3 separate regions of the Mus musculus genome follow, and regions 2 and 3 are each linked to region 1. A link is a contact called in public HiChIP or PLAC-seq and promoter capture Hi-C data. All regions are on one chromosome and are shown on one strand. Each heading gives the region's core, a stretch centred on a gene start, on an enhancer-like site or on the middle of the called end of the contact. The rest is flanking DNA. Distances are from core to core; before and after follow the strand shown. Region 1 holds the start of Frat1 (frequently rearranged in advanced T cell lymphomas). Region 2 holds the start of Pik3ap1 (phosphoinositide-3-kinase adaptor protein 1). Region 3 holds the start of Marveld1 (MARVEL (membrane-associating) domain containing 1).

What was found. Promoter capture Hi-C pulls out the DNA fragments that hold promoters and counts their contacts. HiChIP or PLAC-seq counts read pairs in DNA pulled down with a chosen protein or histone mark.
Region 2: a promoter capture Hi-C map of liver shows a contact between it and region 1. The contact joins the promoter of Pik3ap1 here to the promoter of Frat1 in region 1. A contact is called at or near these places in 4 of 39 promoter capture datasets (the C10 cell line, hippocampal neurons, liver and 1 more) and 2 of 115 datasets of contacts at active chromatin or transcription factors (large pre-B cells and pro-B cells).
Region 3: an H3K27ac HiChIP or PLAC-seq map of microglia shows a contact between it and region 1, with 6 times the contacts expected there. The contact joins the promoter of Marveld1 here to the promoter of Frat1 in region 1. A contact is called at or near these places in 1 of 39 promoter capture datasets (liver), 1 of 484 Hi-C or Micro-C datasets (embryonic stem cells), 4 of 115 datasets of contacts at active chromatin or transcription factors (bone marrow-derived macrophages, microglia, pancreatic cancer cells and 1 more) and 1 of 9 other capture datasets (adipose tissue).

What each region holds. Positions count from the first base shown.
Region 1 is chr19:41,828,670-41,831,329 of GRCm38.p6, forward strand. Frat1 (frequently rearranged in advanced T cell lymphomas) reads left to right here and starts at 1,301. Exons shown (of 1, transcript NM_008043.3): 1 at 1,301-2,660. The coding sequence starts at 1,499. The coding sequence ends at 2,323.
Region 2 is chr19:41,383,769-41,386,428 of GRCm38.p6, forward strand. It overlaps Pik3ap1 (phosphoinositide-3-kinase adaptor protein 1), which reads right to left and starts at 1,334. Exons shown (of 17, transcript NM_031376.4): 1 at 1,189-1,334. The coding sequence starts at 1,201.
Region 3 is chr19:42,146,066-42,148,725 of GRCm38.p6, forward strand. Marveld1 (MARVEL (membrane-associating) domain containing 1) reads left to right here and starts at 1,324. Exons shown (of 2, transcript NM_183195.2): 1 at 1,324-2,660. The coding sequence starts at 1,584. The coding sequence ends at 2,105.

The sequences.
Region 1 (2,660 bases), core at 51-2,550:
TGTGTGTGTGTGTGTGTGTGTGTGTGTGTGTAATAGAAACTAGGCCACAGAGTTCTGTGTATCAGGCTGGCCTCAAATTTGCTATTTGGCCAGGAATAATTTTGAACTTGTGATCCTCCTGCCTCTGCCTTCCTAGTGTTGGGATTACAGATGTGTGTCACCACCCAGGGGTCTGTTGAAGTCCATTTGAAAATGATCATCATCAGCCAGGCGTGGTGAGTTCCAAGACAGGCAGGGCTATACAGAGAAACCCTGTCTTGAAAACAAAGAAAGAAAGAAAGAAAGAAAGAAAGAAAGAAAGAAAGAAAGAAAGAAAGCGGTCATCAAATTACTGTTCGCTCAGAAGGAAAGCATTCCTGCCATGTGCAAGGCCCTGGATGTAATCCCCAACCCTTCCAAAAAAAATCATTAAATAAACACACTTGACCTAGTGGTTCCCAACCTGTAAGCAAGAGGATAAAGAGTTCAAGGTTATCCTCAGCTACACAGCCAATCCAAGAGCATACTCAAGGCCCTTTCACAAAATAAATAAATATTAAAAAAAAAAACTAATAAAGGTTTGGTTAACCATTAATTCAACAATGCTATCTGGAACAGTTAAGATGGCCGAGGCTCTGTTTTCATATAACCAGCTCACCACTGCTACCCTTTCTAGATGACTAGTCTTCATTTGACTACTGAATTTCGTTAACACGCATTCACTTGCCATATTACAGTTCCTTGCAAAGAGCCAGTAGTCAACGCAGCCCCTAAATGCCCTGGAACCCAAGCCAAAAAACCACGAAATCTGTGGCCGGTTTGCGTTCCAGCTCAGCCATCCACATCAGACAAGGTCTCCATCCTCCTTTCCATCTTTGGCAACAACCTTTTCCTAATCGTCACTCCGAGTCCAAACCTCACTCCCTCTCCTTTCCAGCCTCCTCTGACTCTGTCACCCAAACCTTTAAAAAAAAAAAAAAAAAAAAAAAAAAAAAAAAAAAAAAAAAAAAAAAAGCCACCGCCTAAACCAAACCACTTGACGTGCTGAGGGGAGTGTGTGGAGGTGTAAGTGTGTGGAAGTGACTGTGTGTGGAAGAAACCAATCGAGTCCCCCAAGGTGTCCATCTTGTGGAATGCCAATTAGGCCCGGCTGAGCGAACCAGAATCAACTTCCCAGTGCATCCCCGCACACAGTAGGCACGCCGATGAGGCTCGGGGGCAGCCAGGCTCTACTCTGTGCCCTGGCCCTACAGGCTCACTACTGCCAAGGAGACAGCACCCCCCGGCCGCGCACGGTGGTAGGAGCCACGCGACGTCACCCATTGTTTACAAATCAACCCAAGCCGGCAGCGTTCCGGCTCCCGCGGCTCTAAGGCGCGCGGTGCCACTGCCCGGTGGTCCCTGCCTAGCCCGGCTTGGGCCTCCGCCTCGCTCCCGCCCCAGCCGCGGCTCGCCGAGCCCGCGGCCAACCGAGCTGCCAGCGACGCCCGCACAGCCGCGGGGGCCCGGGCGGGGGGCCATGCCTTGCCGGAGGGAGGAGGAGGAGGAAGCCGGCGACGAGGCGGAGGGGGAGGAGGACGACGACAGCTTCCTCCTGCTGCAGCAGTCGGTGACTCTGGGTGGCTCGACCGACGTGGACCAGCTCATCGTCCAGATCGGCGAGACGCTGCAGCTGGACGCAGCGCACGATCGCCCGGCCTCGCCGTGTGCCGCCCCGGGTCCCCCGCCCCCGCAGGTCCTGGCGGCGCTGCCGGCGGACAAGACCGGGACCCCAGCTAGGAGGCTGCTGCGGCCGACGGGGTCAGCGGAGACCGGGAACCCTGCGCCCCCGGGGGCCGTGCGCTGCGTGCTAGGGGAGCGCGGGCGCGTGCGGGGACGGTCGGCGCCCTACTGCGTGGCGGAGATCTCCCCCGGCGCCAGCGCGCTGCCCCAGCAGCCGGGCCTTGACGGACCCCCGGGGACCGGCAAACTAAGCACCCCGCAGCCACTGTCGGGCCCGTGCCGCCGGGGTTGGCTCCGGAACGCAGCCGCGTCCCGCCGCTTGCAACAGCGACGCGGATCTCAGCCGGAGACCCGCACTGGCGACGACGACGACCCGCACCGGCTCCTGCAGCAGCTCGTGCTCTCGGGAAACCTCATCAAGGAGGCGGTGCGCAGACTTCATTCGCGACAGCTACAGTTACACGCAAAGCTTCCCGCACACCCGTTCCTCGGGCCTCTGTCAGCCCCAGTGCATGAGCCGCCTTCGCCCGGGAGCCCTCGCGCGGCCTGCAGCGACCCTGGCGCTTTCATGGGGAGGGCGCAGCTCAGAACTGGGGACGACCTTCTTGTCCCTGGCAGCTAACAACCTAAGTGGCCACAGCACCAGCCTGTAGCCGGGGACCAAGGGATTTACCCAGGGCTTCACCCAGCCGGAGCTGGTGGTGGACTCGAGCATTATTTGGAAACGGGAAAATAAGCTAAGGAAGACAGCCGAAATATCGCAGATATTTTCATGGGTAACTGAAATTGAAAGCCCCGAACTGTTTGAAACCCAGGACTTAGGTTTGTTTAAAGCAGAATCTACAGAGCGCACCGCAGGCTGTCAGCAGGGCTCCTTTTTTTTTTTTTTTTTTTTTTTTTTTTGGCGTGATTCAACCTGGTCGCTGCAATTCCACGCAGACTCTCCTGGCCAAGCGGGG
Region 2 (2,660 bases), core at 84-2,583, 440 kb before region 1:
ATAGAGCCTGGCTAGGGAACCGCAGGCCATTGATGAACCACCCTCCCAGCCCCTTCAATAATAATAATAAGCATGTATTATCAAAGCCTTTTCTACCTTCGTTCCAAAGTACCATGACCCAAGGCTAGACCTTAGCAGATCTGGAGACAGTTGGCTTTAGCATCTGCTCCCTTCCCTCCCAAGCATTGACTTCCCCCAGCCCACGCTACACGATCTCTCTCAAGAGATGCTATCATCTGGTTTTCATTCTCTCTCAAAGCATCACGCTGGAGCTAGGTAAACACAAGTCAGCCAAACCGAAAACATGGCAACTCTCTCTTCTCATCTAGCAATTCCTCATTTAGTTACTGTTTTCTTTCACACCACCAAAACTCTGTGGTGAACAGAGACCAGACCGACAAGGTTCTCACCAAGAATCTACTACGCCTATAGCCACTGAGGTGTATAGGTGCTGCTCACTAACTGTCTCTCAACGTTGTCCTTACATGGTTTGTCCTGAACCTCAGCGAGCTAAGGACTTGCCAAGTGTACATATGCTCATGAGCTAGAAAGAAACCCAAGACCAACCAGAAGAAACTTCTGGCACCTTTTGATGATTTGCCCACCAAATTCCAATTACCCCTGGGCACATAAGTTACATAGAGAACAGAGTAAGAGTAAAATTAGAGTGTGGTCTCGGTTTTTTACCAAAATTCCAGAGAAGATATACAATCGCGGTGGACAAAGGGGGCTTCTGAAGCTGTCCCTGGACCACCTAAGACTGCCTGAGCGCCCCCTATTGGTTGGATAAGACCCTAAGAGAAGCATCTGGCTTCTTACAGAATCCGCCCTCCACCTCCTATCAACTGTCCTCAGAGTACTCAGAGTTAGAGCTGAGAAAGCGACCCTTGGCAACTTACAGCTAGAAGGGAGAAAAGAAGACTTAGAAACTGGGATAGGTCGAGCCCCAGGCAGGAGCAAGACAGAATCGTGCACAGACCGGTTAGGGGAAACGTGAGAAAGTTCAGAGGGGAAGTTTGCGACAGAGACTGGAGAAAAGACCGGAAAGAATACAAAATCCCCTCACTAAAGACTAAAGAAGTAGGGAGACAGGTCTCAAGACTGGGAGGGTGGTGTCAGAGAGCCTCAAGGACCAGGGGCGCGCGAGCCAGGAGCCGGGAGCTGGAGAGCGCTGCGCCTGCTACCCACCTGAGGCTGCCATGCCGTCCCGGGAGCAGCTCGCATCCCCGGCTGGCACCGGAGCACGGTATCCGGTGCCCACAGCCGCGGTAGGCGACGTCGCTGGCGCGGGGTTAGAAGCAGAGTCCAGCTGTGCTCAGGACAGTGGCGACTCTGGCGCTTCCTCCTGCCGGGCAGCGGGGACTCGCACGGGGGCGTGTCCAGAGGGTCTGCCCCGCCTGCGGGGCTCCGCGTGGCACCTGCACGCGCGGCGGTTGGGGAGGGGAAGTGAGAAGTCCACACGACCAGCCGCCAGCTCCCGGCGCCGACCCCTGCTCGTGCCACGTGTGTCCCGAAAGCAGGCAGCCACCTCGATGTCCCCCAAGAGCAGTCTGAGGTGCTGGAACTGGGGGAGGGAAGACAGACTGTAGGGCTAGCTAGTCTCAGACTTGAAGTGGGGAGGCATAGCACAGCTGTCCCAACCACCTTGTCCCTTGGGACTTGTCCTTGAGACACTGCCCCCAAGAATAGGGAAGGCCTGCAGGAAGGGGAAGGAGAAGCACCTGGCCCTAGGGTCTTGGCGTTGCCCTTGGGTGCCCTCCTGTGACCCTTCTGCATTTCCTTGGATCTGGCCCTCTAAGGGCACATGGGTGTTAAGCATAATCTTTGATAGATAGATGTTATCACTGCCAAGAACCTTCCACACACGATTGTTCCACTTCCACTATCAGAGCTCTTTGGCTTTCTTCCATCTTCCTCCACTTTAAAAAAAAAAAAAAAAATCTTAGTTTATTTATTTTGTGTGCTTGTGTGGGAATGTGCATGCACATGTTGTTCGGTTCACAGAGTGGACAGAGTCTGTTCTCTCCTTCCACCATGGAGTTCTGGTAAATCAAACTGATCAAAGTGGCTAGACACTAGGCAGCAGGCACCCTTACCCTGAGCCATGTCACCAGCCCCTTTCCCACTTCTGAGGGAATACATTAAACTGCCCGGATCGTCCAGGAAAAGACATCTAAGGGCCCCTTGATGGCAGCCTCAATACATCTATCTACAACTTCAGACCCTTGTCCTATAATGTAGCAAATTCACAGATCCTAGAGATTTGAGTCTGGGTATCTTTGGGCATAGTTTCTCCACCTAACACAGGCCAAGGGTCCCTAAAGCAGAGATGAACATGCTGCCTGCCATTCCCCCTGTTTAGGATATCCTTGGCCTCTGCCCCTACTCTGACACACCGTGATAGCCATTTCACACTATTAGAGTTCTTTAATTGAGCTTATAAAAACATTTCTTTATTTTTTCCAGAATGGCTTTAATTGATGCTTCCTGTATTCAGCTCTAAGTTCCTCAAAGTTAGCTCAATCTTTTTTGCTGTGGAGTCTCTATCCTCTGGTGCTAACTCTGGCCAGAAAATGTGCTCAGAAATGCATATGACCAGTAAATCCTTAGATCTGAGATCCAGGGACAGACCCCTCTTTTGAGACACTGAAAATTTGAGA
Region 3 (2,660 bases), core at 74-2,573, 320 kb after region 1:
AGTACTATTCCTGCAGCCAATTGGCAAGCAACTCCATTTGTATGTACTGAGGGGCTCCTACATGCCAGGCTCAGGCAAAGATGGATAAGCCAGAATAGACCAGTTTTTGATGTAGTAGACTCAGAACTAGGGATGATTCAAATGGAGGCCCAGACAAACAAATAATTGTCAATGTGGGGAGCTCAACCTTAAACCAGTAAGTGCTTAAACTGGGTATGTCTGCTGGTGAGGGAGTGTCTGGAAAATAAAGAGCATTCTGAGTTCATGTGGGAAACTTGCAGTTCATAAGTGACAGAGTTTGGACATGAGTTGGGGAAGGAAGTGGAAAAAACCCAAGAAACTGGAAGTTGGTTGGGGACAGATTATGTAATGTGCCACATTGACAGGACACAGCTCCATACTGGGTTGGGAACAGCCAGGTCAGTTGTGTAACATTGCTGAAGCACAAAGGTTGGCTCTTTGGTGGGGTGGAGAGCAGAGAAGCCATCTCTGGCTTCCTGGTCTGAAACCCTTCAGTCTTCAGGAAAAATGAAAACAACTATTGCTCTCCTGTCTTGGGTCGCGGGAAGCTTACATAGAGAGGGCCCTGTAATGTCAATGAACCTTGGCATCGTTGGGATCCTTGCCATCTAGGTCAATAGTTAAGCATACGGGACATGCCATCTCTGAGACCTAGGCCTGTCCTGACCATGTTAGGTGACATGTTTTTAATCTAAGCAAGACGCAAAGATGGCCAGGAAGGAATGGTCGAAGTGTTTGGCGTTGCTATGCTCTGTGCGCTGTGGGTAAGGCAGCTGGGCCTCCAGTGAGTGATAGTTTTCTTACACTGACCAAGAGACCTTCATGGCAAGACAGTCTGAGACCAGCTTTGGACAGGCGAGTTTGTGGTGGGCAAGTGAAGGGTACTGAGGATGTCCCAGTGAGAACAACTGTCAGTTCAGACCTCCTGCTTACTCAGGCTTGATGGGACGCCTCGATGGGAGAGAATTATGTCTCCAGTCTCCTGTGACTGGAGAGAATCAAGAGGGTCCAGCCACAGGCTGGGCAGAGGCTGTTGTAGCTTTCTTCTCGAAGACCTAAGATCGGCCAGGCCTGCGAGGCAGGAAGGGCTGGGGTGGCTCCAGATGTGGCAAACTTGGCCCAGCAGCCTGGGCAAAAGGCCTGTCATGGGCCAGGGGGGTGCGGGCATTCAGCCCTGGCTGCAGAAGGAAGGAATGGGAGCGGAGGAGAAAGGGGGGGTAGCCAGGGTGGAGGGCGCGACGGCAGGAAGCTGGGAGGCGCGAGGAGGGGTGGAGACCAACGAAGGGGACGGCCAAAGAGCGAGTAGGAGGGCTGGAGAGAGGGAGAAAAAGGAGAGAAGGGAGGAAGGGTGCCGATGAGAAGCAGCGCTGAGGACTTGAAGTAGAGGGAGGAGGGCAGGCCTCGGAGCAGCGGGAGCAGCGGGAGCAGCGGGAGCAGCGGGAGCAGCGGGAGCAGCGGGAGCAGCGGGAGCAGCGGGCCCGGGCTCGGGCCGCCCCCGCGAGCAAGGCGCCGCCATTCCGCTGCTCGGGGCGCCGCCGCCGCCGCCGCCGCGTCCGGGGGCCATGCTCCCGCCGCCCCCGCGCCAGCCGCCGCCCCAGGCGCGCACGGCCCGCGGCTCCCTGCGCCTGCAGCGGGCTTTCCTGCGCGGCCCGCTGGGCGTGCTGCGGCTGCTGCAGCTGCTGGCCGGAGCCGCCTTCTGGATCACCATTGCCACCAGCAAGTACCAGGGCCCGGTGCACTTCGCGCTCTTCGTGTCCGTGCTCTTCTGGCTGCTCACCCTGGGGCTCTACTTCATCACGCTGTTGGGCAAGCAGGAGCTGGTGCCCGTGCTGGGCTCGCGCTGGCTCGTGGTCAACGTGGCGCACGACCTGCTGGCGGCTGCTCTCTACGGGGCGGCGACGGGCATCATGATCGACCAGACGCAGCGCCACAGCTACTGCAACCTCAAGAACTACCGGCTGCCCTGCGCCTACCATGCCTTCCTGGCGGCCTCTGTCTGCGGCGGCCTCTGCCTCGGCCTCTACCTACTCTCGGCACTCTACGGCTGCTGCCGTCGCTACCAGGGCAAGGAGGAGGTGGTGTGAGGCCACCCGCTCCACCGCGGCCCAGATCGGTTTAGGGAATCCCTCCCGAACCCTTCCTGCCGCCGCCTAGTGCCGGTGTGCCCCTGCACCCTCTCCCTGCCTGCGTTTCCACTGCCCGCGCCCTGGATCCCCGACGTTCAGTTCTAGTCTGACTGCTGTACCGCAGCTCAGCCCAGATATCAGCTTCCAGGGACCCACGCAGCCATCCGAGGCGCCGACGCACACACCCAGTTGGGCCGCTTCAGGCGAAGCCTGGAAGTCCCTTTCCTCATTCCCTGTCGAGAGCTAGACGTGGACAGGCGCCGCCGCGTAGATCCGGGGGAGGCTCCCAAATTGGAACCAGTCTTTGGACTGCGCCATTGCCCCCTCCCTCCTGCCCTGCAGTCGGAAGAGCATCCCTTCCCTGCCCCCTCTTCCAGCCTAGGGAGGTGTAGAATGCAGTCAGGCAGCTGCAAGAGGAGCTGGGGACAGGCTTTAGCTAGTGCTAGGATGGATGATGGATGACGTCTTTAGTTGTAGTTTGGCTCTCTCCCTGCGCAGCCCTACGTCTACGAA